2 separate regions of the Zea mays genome follow, and region 1 is linked to region 2. Evidence: chromatin contacts called from public Hi-C data. All regions are on one chromosome and are shown on one strand. The core of a region is the stretch at or near the end of the contact, and the rest is flanking DNA. Distances in the headings are between cores, read along the strand shown.

Region 1 (7,554 bases), core at 1,290-3,789, 310 kb after region 2:
AGATCCCAAATCGACGCTCCTAGTTTTAAAACCCGTGATCTATTCCGAGCTGATGGATTTGAGATCCACGGTTCAAAATCTATTCATGAAGGGGTATCCTTTGTTCTAATCTAGGTCGTCCATCATCGATCCGACAGCCACAATCTCATCTTCCCCGCGGAGCCAGTGAGGCGACAGAAATAGACCACACGACGGATGCCCTCGCCGATGAACACTGGTATGGCGCCCACACACCCCAAAACCAAAATAGACCATCCCTACGTGAAGCAGAGGTGTTCGGGAATGAGTTTAAAGGCGACATACCCAGGAAGATGACCTAGAGAGGTATCCGCGACAAGAAGCGGGCCGGTGGTGCTCCGACGAGCAATTAGGTGCACCCCGGTGTCTAATTCCCTAGAGTAGGGCCCCAGACACCTTTGACACGCTAGTGGCAAACCCCACTAGTGTGTCAAAGGTGCACAACCTCGCCCCAGCTCCCCCCTTACTTGCCTAAGACCCGACGGGGCGGTGCGAGGCACAGAGGAACTTATACCCTAAAGTCCGAGAGAGAACCACCCGCGAGATCCCCGGCAATGGCGGTCGCTGTTCGTTTCATCGATTTTGTTATGATGACGCGGAGAAGCTGACACCTAGGGTCCACCCGCAAGAGTGTGCCCACGCAGTTGAGACCGGTGAGCGGGCCCACCCGACAGGGCCAGTGAGGGCAAGCTGGCGCACACGTAGGAAATAAAGAGGCTGACGTGTGGGGGCCACATGTTGGCGCCGGGGATCCCCAGTTGGGCCACGCGCGAGAGGTAATTGGGTCGAGGGAAGTGAATCCGGCTCGGCAGTCGGCAGCAGGTTTAGTCTTTCTCTTTTTTCTATTTTCAGTTTTGTTTTCTCCCTAATTCAAATCGTAATTCCAAATCAAATTCAATTTTCAAATTCGAAGAGACAAAATAAAAATTCTAGCATACCAATGCAAAAATATATATATATATTTGCTTATTTATTTACTTATTATTACTTCTCTTTAAGTATATGCTCCAAATTATATAATAAAGATAAACTTACTTATGGCTTATTTTAGGAAAAATATGATGAGTGGTAATTAATTCAAAAATGAATATTTGTTTCCTACTTACTTTGAGTGAGATATATGTACATATGATTATATTTATTTACCTTGGTTTACTCTATTCCGATAGGTGTTTGTATGCATGAAATTTAATAAGTATGAGATTTACCAAATAGGAGTATTTCATATAGGACATCTTACCACCATTTTTACTTAAGACTTCAATTTAAGTATATAACCAAAATTTTATATTTACCATTTCCTAAACATTAAGCTTTAGAGATGTTTCTTATTCCATCATGATACAGTTTTGCAGTGCTACAACTTAGTTCTTACTTCGAAAACAAAATTACTTATGAAATCTTTTGTTTCCCAAAGGGTGCTAGCAGCGCATATGCTTTTGGTTCGTCAACCTCCACCAAAAGTCAGGGGTATATGTTGAGCACCAGAGATGTCCTTGCGGATGGTCCGGCCCTGAGGTCGAACGGTCCGGGGTCCGGACTGTCTGTCGTAGTGGCGCGGACTGGTTCGGACTTTCTGTCGTAGCGGCGCAGACCGTCCACGCGTACGCAGAATCAGTTAGGGTTCTAGATTTCTTACAGGATTTGTTAGCTAAATCTATGGGATTAACTCGAGAACCGACTTATAACAGGTCCAAACCTCTCCCTTTATATAGATGAAGGGTACGACCGATTGAACCTCCACAATCGATCCAATCAACTCTACTTATCGTTTTTAGCTTATATATTAGGAGTATATCTAGTTTAGCCTCCCTCTACCTCAAATCTTCACCTTCGTCCGAACGTACGCAGAAGAGCAGACGCTGCTGCGCCCAGGTCGCGGACCGTCCAGCGCTATGCCGCGGACCGTCTACGCCTCCGCAGAGAGCACCATCAGGTCACTACCCGGAGAAGAACAAGATTAATAACAGCTTAATCGTCGGTTTCGTCGTTCCGCCGATACGTTCTCATTGCGATCAAGGTAGGTTGTTCCCAAGCGCGGGCATGCTAGCCATTGATAGTATGTAATACAAATTAGTGTCGACGCACTTTTTATCGACTCCACTGGAAAAGAAGAAAAATAAGAAGAGTAAGATTTTTTAGTGACATGTCGGATGATGAGGAAACGGAGGAGGATTCCTGAACATCAACCATCCTAAATCAATGGAAGAGCTTCATGATGATATATCTTCCTAATACTATAGTGGTGGAACCACCCCCCCTAGACATACTGATACTACTTTTCTTCCTTTCTTTTAAAAAAAGGAAAACTAATTTGTAGAAAGCAAGGCAAACTCCCAGATCATTATTTAAAAAGCCGCTGGTTGTTTTTGTTTTGTTTGACTGGAATGAAAAGGCCAAGCCGAGGTCGCCGTGGAAGAGTCCGAGGCGCGCAGCCCAACAAGATTGACCTTGAACTTGTCGACCCAGACCACCCAGGTGGAGGTGAGGCGTCCAAGACTCCAAGCAAAGCAAGCAACCTGACATTGCCAATTGCCATCACCATCTTGGCAGAAATCCTCCTCCAAGATGGTCGTTTTGGGCCAACAACGTACGACTCCTCCCACAGGGGGGCTGCTGCCGGAGAAATCCGTGCAGGAGCAGAACTCAGTCTCATCATCTTCCTCCACCCGACAGATGATTGGAGGAGGTATCCAGTGGTGGAGCAGGTCGCTGTGGGTCAAGTCCAGGGCGTGGATCCGGAACCCCATGAACATGGCCCTGTCCGTCTGGATCCTGGCCGTCGGCGTCTCGGGCGCCATCCTCTTCATGGTGATGACGGGGATGCTCAACCGCGTGCTGCCAAGCAAGCCGCGGAGGGACACGTGGTTCGAGGTGAACAACCAGATCCTGAACGCGCTCTTCACCCTCATGTGCCTGTACCAGCACCCGAGGAGGTTCTACCACCTGGCCCTCGTGTGCCGCTGGAAGGCCGGCGACATGCACCAGCTCCGCCAAGCGTACTGCAAGGACGGGGCCTGCAAGCCCAACGAGAGGAAGCACATGACGGCTGTCATCCTGCTGCTCCACCTCAACTGCTTTGCTCAGTACGCGCTCTGTGGCCTCAACCTTGGCTACCGGAGGCCCCGGCGTCCGGTGGTCGGTGTCGCCCTCACCGTAGCGGTCGCCATCTGCGCGCCGGCCGTCGCTGGGATGTACAACAACCTCAGTCCTCTCGGGAGAGACTACGAGGCGCCGGCGCCGGCGGAGGGGATGATAATAAGTGAGGAAGAGTCGCAGCTCCAGCGCAAAACGCCCGACACCGAGAGGCGCTACTCGTTGGTGCCACGGCAAGGACAAGGAGAAGAACCGCAGTGGGTCGGCGGGCTGTGGGAGGACCTGTGGGACGACATGTCGCTGGCGTACCTGTCGCTGTTCTGCAGCTGCTGCGTGTTCGGGTGGAACGCGAGCAGGCTCGGCTTGGGCAACATGTACGTCCACGTCGCCACCTTCGTGCTCCTGTGCCTGGCGCCCTTCTTCATCTTGGACCTGGCGGCCATCAACGTGGACGACGAGGCGGTCAGGGACGCGCTGGGGCTGGCCGGCATCTTCCTCTGCGTGTTCGGCCTGCTCTACGGCGGATTCTGGAGGATCCAGATGCGCAGGCGGTTCGGCCTCCCCGAGAACCGCGCCTGCTGCGGCAAGCCGGACCTCACCGACTGCCTACTGTGGCTCTGCTGCTACCCGTGCTCGCTAGCGCAGGAGGTCCGTACGGCAGACGCCTACGAGGTGGTGGTGGTGCTGGACACGCCGATGCATCGCCATCCGACTCTGCAGGAAGAGCTGGCCACGATGCAGGAGCCACCAGATGAAGAAGAAGGAGGCGGTGTCATCCCCCCTTCGACAGTGTCAGCTACACGCTCATAAGCAGTACCCAACATGTACAGGATGAGCAGTTTCAATTTCAACATCAGGTGGTCATTTCAATGTATCCATGCAGCCGCTGAATATCATCATTAAAAAAAGCAGCAAAAACAGCCTTCTCTAGTAAAGATCATCTTCGTCGTCATCGTCGTCTTCATCTCTGATGATGTTGCGTTCATCCCACAGCGGGCAGGAGCAGCTTGCTTTCTTATTCTTCCATTCTTTCCCACAGGTGTAGCAGAACTCATAGCCGCACCTGCAATGCAACAGAGGGCTTTTTAGCACTGGCACACATAGTAGTTATCATAAAGGAGAATGCCTGGCCTTACACGCAGATCATGTGGTAGCAGCCCTCCGCAAGCTCGATCATGTGCTTGCATTTCACGCATTGGCGCCACAGCCTCTGCCTTGCCAGGTTCTGCAGCTTGGCATCTCCTGGGTGAGCGAGGGGGTACCACATCTTGTACTCAAAGCAACCCATGCCATCATGCCATGGGACTTTACAGCTCAGGCAGAAGGAGCCTCTGCATTTCACGCACTTCCTCAACGTGGCAGCATCAGCAGCCGTGTGCCTTGATGAGGACTCCTGCATCGGATGAATCACTTCCCCCAAGGACATCAAGGCCGAGCACCTGGGATACGGACAGTAGACCTTTTGGCTCGGAGGGATCTGTCCTTCCCTCATGCGCTGCACCATGATCTCTACCAGCCGCGGCGAAAGAAATACCCTCGAACCCTCCACACTGAGCTTCGTGGCGCATCCCTCTTGTGGGCAACCTGGGAGAGTTCCATTCAGCAGCTTAACTTTCACGTGCTCCTTCATGCACGAGAAGCAAAAGCGATGCGCGCACACTTCAACCGCATGGATTTTGGTAGCGTCAGTGTCTTCCAAGCAGATGGCGCAGCTTTCTCTTTTCTCCTCTCTAGCATTGGCAGAACGAGCCTTGGTGATCTCAGCGGCTAATGAATCTCTTGCTAATTTTACCACATGGCTGACTTGGCTTGCCCCAACGAGTGACACCTCACATTGATCAAACTTCCTTTTCACTGACAGAACCTGATTCATCATATCTGCCACCTTCTTCCCTGACGGGCGCCAAATGCCAAGCATCTGCAAATGCACAGAGTCTATGTTAGGAAATTCTGGTCACAAGAGTGATTCATTAGGTTTTCTCGAACACATAGGGGGTGCAGGTCAGGTAGGTATCATCATAAAACCAGATAACATTCTTAAGAAGTTGACTATTGAATTTTTAGATGTACACCAATAATTCTCCCACAGACCACAGCTGATCTGCTGAAACAAGAGGTGAAAAAAAAATTTATCGATGCACTGGACTAGATGCATATCAGATTTACACTTCTTGCTGAACAAATGACTCAAAACATCATGCAGTTGCATTACAACAAATGGTCCATTCTAGGGTTTACCTGCACCTTAGTGTTTGTGAGTACTGGATAACTGTAAACTGACATCTTAGTGAACTACCCATTGACTGGACATGATGTTTTGGTCAAGACATGGCTAAAAAACTACGGTGAAACCCACAAAGCTAATGATGTTTGACATCTCAAATTCTAACACTTATTTATGTTTCTGATGAACAGGGAGAGTAGAGAAAAATAATACAATGTTTTCAGTTCAAACTGGTCTTGAGAATCAACTATCAATGAAAAAGTCTGACCCATCTTATCCATATATTCTTTTTTCCCCCTGCAATGAAATAAGCAAGACAAGCAATGCATGTTCAGATAAGTTGGGTTCATGGCACCACAGAACAGTCATTTCTAGTATAGGCCAAGGCCTAATGTACCAAATCGCGTCCAGTACGCTACAGTGCTGCTAGCTCCTCAACTGACATGAAGCATCCAGTAAGATTCAGAACTGACAAATACTTGGCTGGTTGGCAGATGAGCCTCCTCAACCCCATGGGGCACCTTGTGCTCATCAATTCGGTTCTTGACAGCCATCTGAATTACGTCATGGGTGCAATGAAAATGCCTAAAGGGACAATCTGCGGCATCGACCAGCGCCGTCGAAGTTTCCTCTGGGCTGGCCAAAAAACAACCACTGGCGCCCACTGCCTTGTTGCCTGGGACTCTGTAACCAAAGGACGAGCTGATGGCGGCCTCGGTGTGAAGGATCTGGAAACTTGCAACACGTGCCTCCACCTGAGGCTCCTCCACCGCCTTCACAACTCGACATGCTCGTCTTGGGGGGCCTGGGAAAGACAACACATCTGCTTGGCTACCCTCACTGGTAACCTCCCCGGTGCCCACTGGCACGCCCTCCGCTCCGGCCTCCCTATCTATCGGGCAATCACTACTTGTGAAGTCAGAAATGGTCATGGCACCGCTTTCTGGCATGATGCTTGGTGCTCCGACAACGACCTTGCTTCAACCTTCCCCGCCCTCCTGTCGCATGTGAAGAACCCTGAGCTTGGCATCCATGACGTGCTGACTCAAGGTCTTCAGTCCACCCTGGTCACCCGCCTCTCGGAACAGGCCAGGCAGGAACTTGCTGCACTGAACGAAAAGCTTAACTTGGTCACCCTCACCGCTGCCCCAGATGTCAGACACTGAGCAGTCACCAAAAAATATGGGAACCTCTGCACTGGCCTCCTGTACAAGTTACTCAAAAATCAAAGACTTCTCCCCAATGTCCACCTTCGTCTGGAAGAACAAAGCTCCCCCGAGAGTCCGGTTTTTGGCTTGGCTTGCGTCAAAGGACAGGTTACAGACCCGGGTGAACATCAAAAAGAAAGGCATTATGGAGGACAATATATGCGAAATCTGCCACGCAACACCAGAAACAACAATGCACATTCTCTTCAACTGTGGTTTTGCAACGACCTTCTGGAGATCCCGGAGGACACCAACTGCAAGAGACTCCATTTCCTCCCCCACCCCCGAACCTGCATGGCCAAAACTTCACCACTCTCACCCTTCACTGCTACTGGCATCTCTGGAAGAGAAGGAATGTCAGGGTCTTCAGGGAGGAGATGACTTCACTACAATCCACTCTCTGTTCGCCTGCAGAGCAGACGCCTGTCTTTGGGCACACCGCCTCCACCCAAGCAGACGCCATCTACCTACTCCTTGGTGTAATATTCTAAGCCCCACGTAGCAACCCCCCCCTTCTATGCTGTTATAGATACCTTTGTGGGGCGCCAGTATTCAAGGAGAAGGACGGCTAAGGAACCGAATGCCAGCAGGGATAGTTAAGGAAAGACAATCAACAAATAAGGAGAAAAGGGCAGGTAACAATTGTGACTACAAATCAGGGATACTTAGTTTCCTTAGCTAGTTGGTTGCCAAATAATAGCAGATTAGTTCCTTAAAATATCTGCTTGTTTTCTTGAGCTGTAAGTCGTCTGCCTCTATAAAGGTGCAGGCTGTAGTTTGTATTAGGCATCCAAGAAATAAAGATCCTCCTTAGGGCGGGATCGTCTTGGGTCATCCTGGCTGGGCACAACGCCAGCACAGGGAACCTAGACGGTCAGCGTCCTCCTCTTCCCTACGCACTGCGTCATTCCAACATCCCCCTCCACTCACCCTTGAGAGACACCAGGAAACACAAGTTACAGACTTACCAGAGGGAAGTCGGTAACAAATTGGTATCAGATTCAGACG
Region 2 (7,859 bases), core at 2,561-5,060:
AGCTTCGTGGTTCTCTACAACCGCGACGACGTGGAGTCCATCGGGCTGGACGAAGCGGCCAAATGCCTCGGCGTGGAGAGGCGCCGGATCTACGACATTGTCAACGTGCTCGAGAGCGTTGGAGTTAGTTCTTCCTTCTCCTGCATTTCTGGTCGCAATTCTTGTTTTCTTGTAATCTTGTGTGGTCTGTTTGCATATGAAGTACTATGATTCTAGTTCTGATTCAATTCCCCTTGTGAGAAGATTCTTGTGAGGAAAGCCAAGAATCGCTACACCTGGATAGGTTTCGGCGGAGTCTCAATATCCTTGCGAGAACTCAAGGTCTGCGTCTAGTCCCCTGTGTGACATTTCGATCAATAACTGTAGATCTCATCCATCAACCCGCCATTTCTCTTGTCATCTCAGGAAAGGGCGTTAAGGGAGAAGTCTGGCTTGGCTCCTCTGCAAACCGAGCAGCAATCTGCTGCCACAGTACGACTTCTTATCTTTCCCTTCCATTTGAACTGATGTATCTGATTCTGGTCTACAACAATTTGTACTGCCTTCGTCCGAAAAAAGATGCAGTTCTAGGTCTGCCTCTAGTCAAACTATCCAAAATTTGACCTAATTTATAGAATATAACACACCTATTTGATATATAAATATTGATATATTTTTGGTATACATTGGGTCAAACTTAAAATGTTTTGGCTCGATATATGCTAGAAATGCGTTCGTTTTTGGGCAGAAGGATTAGTTCCTAACTGAAGTTGCTTCTCCTATGTTCTTTTGTGAAGATTTCTGAAGACGAAGATGATGATACATTGGCCAATCCGGGTGCTTATATCGAGACTGAGAGATTGAGTCAAACTGTGGACAAACCTTCTGGCAAACCGGGCGCATCCGGTTGCCGCCTTAGATCTGGTAGATTGCTATTTGTTTCATTTTGATTTAGCATGTGCTGTTTCATTTCGGCTGCCAGGCTCAGACTTTTGGCTGTTACATTTTCAGATCATAGGAAGGAAAAGTCACTTGGGCTGCTCACACAGAATTTCGTGAAGCTCTTCCTCACCATGGAGGTGATAAATTCTTAAACCCTGCATTTCTGCCTGAGGATTCATGCGTGATCAGTCCACTGATATGAAATCTATACCTGGAGCAGGTTGACACGATCTCACTCGATGAAGCTGCAAAACTGCTCCTTGGAGAAGGCCACGAGGAGACCAATATGAGAAGTCAGTACTTTCATTTTGTCTTTCTCTAAACTTGCGACAGTAGCATTGTCAGGAAATACAACTTAATTTGATCTTTACAATGTATTGGTAATGCAGCTAAAGTTCGGAGGTTATATGACATTGCCAATGTCCTGTCTTCACTGAATCTAATTGAGAAGGTAGGCTTTTGATGCTTGCTGACGATTAAGTTGCAATCCGGTAGTAACATGTTTCTTAACATACGTTCTTGAACTGTGGACAGATACATCAAGGGGACTCGAGAAAGCCTGCGTTTCGTTGGTTGGGTAGGGCAACGCTGAACACAGAAAATGGTGTCACAGTTGCTGTGCCCCCACCAGGGAAGATCGCATCAAAGAAAAGAGCGTTTGGAACAGAACTCACTAACATTGACATGCATAGAAGTAATCTAGATTCAAAAAATAAGAAGAAAGCAAAACTTGTACAGAGTAGTGGTGATGTCTTGACGAATTGCAAATTAGCTGTGCGTAGTCGGCTGGGGCAGGGTAAACAAAGTGGCTTTGTTTATGGTCCTTTCCACCCTTCTGGCGCAAGGAAACATGGACTTGATGGCGGCAATAAGCCTGGGCAAAGGGAGAGGGCTGAGGACTGGGAGAGCCTTTCTGCTTCATTTCGACCACAGTACCAGAACCAAGGTGGGTTCAGTACTTCAATCCTGTTTTGTTCCTTAGGACAAAACTATGGTTTTTCTACTTGAGCATCGGAAGTATGTGTATAGCATGTCTGTCTAGCTGTAGTTTTATATAATTAGGATTAAGCTAATTATATAACTATGGTCAAACAGGATTGGCATCTGATGGTCTTCAGATGGAATCACTCTGCCAATCCTGTTTAATCATGTAAGCTTTGGCAGCCCCTGTTGCAACTACAGCTAGAGAGACATGTCAGCTAGAAAGTCTGAAAATGAAATTTGACCTCAGGAGAACACTGCAACGCATCTCTAGCGTGACATCATTATCTTCTATTTAGAACCTAATATGATATTTGTTGAGTTTTTATAAGCTATTATGCAGGACACTTGACAATGCCCAATAGTTCATTATGATCATTTGACATTTATCATCACTTCTATGCAAACTCTTTTATTGGAAGTTTGGAGTAGGACTGGGATAATTGCAAGACATAAAATGTGCACAGCTATATGTTACACTAAAACATTTCCATTTTTCTGAATGCAGCACTCAGTGATCTATTTGTCCATTATGTCGACGCGTGGAAGACATGGTATTCTGAATTTGCTCAAGGCAGCAGCATCATGCAACAACACTTTGGTCATCCTGTTAACCATTTTTTGTAGGCAAATTTTAGGGCCAAGCATTGCAGTTCTTAGTGCATGCTTGTGTATTTTACCTGTACAATCTGTTAAAACGGAGGAAACAAAGACATGATTGAGCCTAGGGTTCATTGTATTTACTCAATGCAGGATGTTTCTAGGCTATTTCAGGTGGAACTATTAGAGAGGGATACCCCAGGAGTGTGAGGTGTTTCCCAATCTCTCTAATAGAAACATCATGATCATCTCACTTCTGTGGGTTCTCTATTGTTAATTGTTGTTTATGTGCTTACCTATGTGGATTCTAAAACTTCCTCTGTCACCGGCCATGCTGATGAAACATGTCATAATGAAGTATACCTTGTGTATGTCTATCACGACAAAAAAAAAGGATTGTATTCAAATTAAATTTCAGAAACAATCACTCAAATATTATTCATTATTTCCTTTTTGTTGTGGTCATAAAAGTCCCAGGCCTGGGCTGTATGGCCGTATTCTGATTGTGCAAAAACAGCTGGTCCAATTGTCTTGCCTTAATTTTATGCAGAAGATATTGGATCACAATTTATATGCATAAGATATTGCCTTAATTGGTGTATTTTGAGTAAATGAATCTGACTAAAACAGTAGTACATTGCTCTATCACAATCATGAGCTAAGATGCCCTGGCCCACCGAACGCTGTACAACGCTTCAAATGGATGGTTTGATCGAGACATGTTCCAAGTGATTGGCTCCTCTCCATTGCCTTTTGGTTCGTCCACCTAATATTTTTAATCAAATGTTCCCAGTTCCCTGACGTCATCGACAGGGACACTAAGGCCCTGTTTCAATCTCGCGAGATAAACTTTAGCAGCTTCTTTTTAGCTACTTTTAGCCGTTTATAATCTAAACAGGAGAGCTAATGGTGGTAATTGAAGCTAAACTTTAGCACTTCAATTCATATAGCTAAAGTTTAGCAGGAAGCTAAAGTTTATCCCGTGAGATTGAAACGGGGCCTAATATCCACCAACCCCATTCATGTGAGCTACAAAGCTGTTCTCTTGGCTACAATTTGATATCAAATTGATCTGGTTTGTCCCTTAGTACATTTCAGATCTTGGTGCAAATAAGAAAGTTCTGATCTACTTGCAGCTGCAGCCACTTGCGCTACTAATAATTTCTCAAGAGTGAAAAAAACCAAAGGTACACTGGCCTGCTTCGAACATTATGCTAACCAGGCAACACGTTTTATAATCGAGAAAGATCAGATACCATACGAAAATGGTATTTAAATGTCAATGAGATGCTCTTGCTCTCCAAATAAATTGTTGTCATTTGTTAAGCATATTGCAAATCTATTAGGACAATCGCGGTCTGCGCCGTCAGCCTGCCAAGCTCAGCGGGGCGGAGGCAGGCCAAACCAACCCACCTCCAACACAAGCGAATAAAAGTCTCGCGTCTATCTTCTTCCTTCCTTCCTTCCTACCAACCTCCCCTCCCTCCCCACGCCCACCGCCCCGCATCCACCCCGAAACCCTAGTGGATCGTCGCCATGGCCGCAGCCGCCCTCATTCGCCGCCTCCCCGCTGCCCGGGCCCAGGCCCCGGCATTCATGGCGGCGCGACCGATCTCCGACTCCACGGCAGCGTTCACCATCGAGACATCTGTCCCTTTCACCTCCCACCTCGTCGACCCACCCTCGCGTGATGTCACCACCACCCCCGCTGAGCTCGTCACCTTCTTCCGCGACATGTCCCTCATGCGCCGCATGGAGATCGCGGCCGACTCCCTCTACAAAGCCAAGCTTATCCGTGGGTTCTGCCACCTCTACGACGGCCAGGAGGCCGTCGCCGTCGGCATGGAGGCCGCCATCACCCGCTCCGATTCCATCATCACCGCCTACCGCGACCACTGTACCTACCTCGCCCGCGGAGGGGACCTCGTCTCCGCCTTCTCCGAGCTGATGGGCCGCGAGGCTGGGTGCTCCCGCGGGAAGGGCGGATCCATGCATTTCTACAAGAAGGACGCCAATTTCTACGGTGGGCACGGCATCGTAGGCGCTCAGGTGCCCCTCGGATGCGGCCTGGCCTTCGCTCAAAAGTACAAGAAGGAGGACACGGCCACGTTCGCGCTCTATGGTGACGGTGCGGCTAACCAGGGACAGCTCTTTGAGGCTCTCAACATTTCGGCCCTCTGGAAGCTGCCTGCCATATTGGTCTGCGAGAACAACCATTGTGAGTTCGTGCATCAATTCCGGGAATCGGGGTTGGATTGAGATAAATCTGATTACATTATGACAAATATAACGTGGTCTGGGTTTGATTCTTTTGTATAGATGGGATGGGAACAGCGGAGTGGAGGGCAGCAAAGAGCCCTGCCTACTACAAGCGTGGCGACTATGTGCCTGGATTGAAGGTAATTATTCTTTGTGTTTGCTCGTATAGTGTCTGAATTCACGATAGTTTAGGTTCTTGGTATGTTTGAATGTTTATGGTGGTTTTATATGTGGCCTTTGGCTCTATGTTATCTGTGTTGCACCCTTTAGTTGCTGAATAGGGTTTGTCCATTGATCAAAGCATACAGGCATACAATTGAGTGGGGATGGCATATAGAAACATCTTGTATTGATTTGAAATTATATAAGAATGATGTATGCATTTTCGGACCATCATGTTCCCCCGTATCGAGTTAACTCTAGATTTGACTTTTAAGGGGATAGGTTAAGCTTGGACTTCATGTTGGCATTACTTTTAGTGTGCCACAAACATAACTAAATTGTATTTTGTGCAGGTTGATGGAATGGATGTTCTTGCTGTGAAGCAAGCGTGCAAATTTGCAAAAGATCATGCTGTCGCAAATGGCCCAATTGTAAGTACTATGAATCTTTGCTGACTTCTGTTATTTGGATGTAGCCCATGTAGGATAACTACTATTAGGGCTCGGAGTTGGCTTGGCTATTCTGTGTTGCTAGATTTATTATATTTAGTTAAATTCACATGAATAATTGAAAGCGTAGTCCAAAATTTAACACAGTAGCGAAAGGGCCTCTTGGCTCTAGCTTAGTTGGTTAGGTGGTCTGAGTAGCACTCCTTAGGTTTTGGGTTCGACTCCCTGTGGGAGCGAGTTTTAGGCTGTGATTAAAAAAATCCCCTCGTCTGTCCCACGCCAAAGCACAGGTCTAAGGACCGGTCACGATCGTTTCTCACATGGGCTACGTTGCTGCTGCGTATGGGTGGGACGGGTGGGACAGGGGTTCGGGGGTTTCTCGACCTGTGTGAGAAGGTCTTCTTAATATAATGCCTGGGGCTGTCTTACCCCCGCAAGTTGATTTTTTTAAAAGAATTAACACGGTAGCAATGCATTCACCATTTTATGCTGGGGAAACATAATATATACATATAATGTATGGATCTTCCATTGTCAAAACTCTACACAATATTTTTCCAAGATTTCTGTCACCAGATTATTATTGAATTTTAGGGTGAATAAGAGGATTTGTCAGCATTATTCCAGCTAATTAAGTCTTCAATAGTGGTACTAATTGTGCTGTTATTGAACTACCTACATGGCTGCATATATTGTTTGTCTGCCAGATCCAACATTGGCCCTGTTTGGGACCGTGGTCTGTGGCCGCACGGTGTGGTAACCGAGCCGTGGTTCCACAGCTGCGGTATCGGTAATCCACAGTGCAATTAAAATAACAATTTGTGTCTGCTATCTGCTAATGAGTGGTACGTTTTCTGATCAAGGCTGCTGTACAATTGAGCTTTGTCAACTACTGTAATTGATCCTTGTTCACTTGTGAAATATGAAAATAACCATACAATGATGCTAACTTGGCGATCGATGCATGATTGCATCATATGGTAGTGCTTTGTGTTTGTTGCCCTAGACATCCGTATAGTCCACAGCTCACTGTGCCACGTCCTAGGTGTTTTGTCCTGTCTAGCCTGCTAGGCACTGGTCTGCCTTGCTACTAGAGGAACACTGTTATGCTGACGTAGTAACTTAAAATGTGCTGCTGCTGCTGCTATTTTGGTACCAAAGGTACATTAGGTGGTTTGGCATAAGTGCATATGCTCAAGCTCTATTTCTGATAACTTGCTTGCTTTATTTGTTGGGGCAGACCTAGTGCCGGCCACATGAGTGGGGTCTGGGGAAGGCATAAACCGAGGCAAGCCTTCTCCCTGCAAATGCGGAGAGGCTCGCATAATTATTTCATTTCTAGTGCTGAAGAATGGTTACTAAAACCCTAAGGTTCTATATATCTAGGTCCTTGAGATGGATACCTACAGATACCATGGCCACTCTATGTCAGATCCAGGAAGCACTTACCGCACCAGGGATGAGATTTCAGGTGTCAGGCAGGTAAGGTTGTTTTGATCTTTCAGTATGGAATTTAAAGCATGCTATGCGTGTTTCAATTAATTGTGTTACAATATCATCAGGAACGGGATCCAATTGAAAGGGTTAGAAAGTTGCTTTTGACTCATGACCTGGCAAATGCTGCTGAGCTCAAGGTACATAATTCTTTTGGAAATACATAAGAGTATATAAAATGTATAATTGAAGCATAAAGAATGCTTATTAGGGAAATTATTTTCAAAATATTATTTCGTTCAGTTCATATTATAGTGTTTAACATACTTATTATCTTCTCAGAATATGGAGAAAGAAATCAGGAAACAAGTAGATGACGCTATTGCTAAAGCAAAGGTCCCATTGCATTTAGATATGCTTTTGTCGTTCTTTTGCTTCAAATTAGTTATGCTTACCACTGCATATACTCCTGTTGATCTGCAGGAAAGTTCTATGCCTGATACTTCTGAACTCTTCACAAATGTTTATAAGAAGGGCTTCGGCGTGGAGGTAAGTTGTCAAAAAAAATCTTATCTACATGCATTTACAACATCAGTTTTTGTCCCAAACAAGTTGAGCAGGCTATAACACTGAACTTACATTTATCGGCCTGAAATTAGTTCCATTTCCTTAATTATGCAAAGTGACATTAGTTTCATTTCTGATATCTTGGCGATATTAGATAGGGTTATTTATAAGGAGTTGGACTTCTGCTGCCTGTACCGTGTAGTACATATGTTCAACTATTCAGATGTGAATTTTCATGATTTCCAGTACCTCCTTTTTTCTTACTATGCCTCTTTTGGATGTACTACATCTGGGTCACAAACACTTCTGTTCCTGACATCAGCATAGTCTTGAATGGCAACTTTAGTCATTAATTTTGATTGCAGTGTTACTTTGGAAGTCCTAAATATTTCCATTATAAATATTTTAAAGAGACCAATAGCCAAAATTTTAAATTTTTTTTTGCGAAGGTGTGCCCAAGTTTTTACTATGACCAGAAAGTTTTAC

The links. A called contact is a pair of places that touch in the nucleus more often than the background predicts.
Region 1: a Hi-C map of ear shows a contact between it and region 2, with 2.4 times the contacts expected there. The contact joins the promoter of LOC100276792 here to the promoter of LOC732791 in region 2. A contact is called at or near these places in 6 of 25 Hi-C or Micro-C datasets (bundle sheath, ear, endosperm and 2 more).

What each region holds. Positions count from the first base shown.
Region 1 is chr4:188,388,499-188,396,052 of Zm-B73-REFERENCE-NAM-5.0, forward strand. LOC100276792 reads left to right here and starts at 2,540. Exons shown (of 1, transcript NM_001150503.2): 1 at 2,540-4,065. The coding sequence starts at 2,587. The coding sequence ends at 3,924. LOC100191809 (putative RING zinc finger domain superfamily protein) reads right to left here. Exons shown (of 3, transcript NM_001137234.1): 2 at 4,251-5,032; 3 at 3,942-4,177. The coding sequence ends at 4,042.
Region 2 is chr4:188,073,512-188,081,370 of Zm-B73-REFERENCE-NAM-5.0, forward strand. LOC732791 (pyruvate dehydrogenase 1) reads left to right here and starts at 3,811. Exons shown (of 8, transcript NM_001308504.1): 1 at 3,811-4,720; 2 at 4,822-4,901; 3 at 5,277-5,354; 4 at 6,759-6,854; 5 at 6,935-7,006; 6 at 7,149-7,202; 7 at 7,290-7,355. The coding sequence starts at 4,039. LOC100381405 reads left to right here. Exons shown (of 10, transcript NM_001320805.1): 2 at 3-123; 3 at 244-321; 4 at 406-471; 5 at 777-903; 6 at 991-1,058; 7 at 1,142-1,214; 8 at 1,311-1,372; 9 at 1,456-1,867; 10 at 2,411-2,833. The coding sequence ends at 2,529.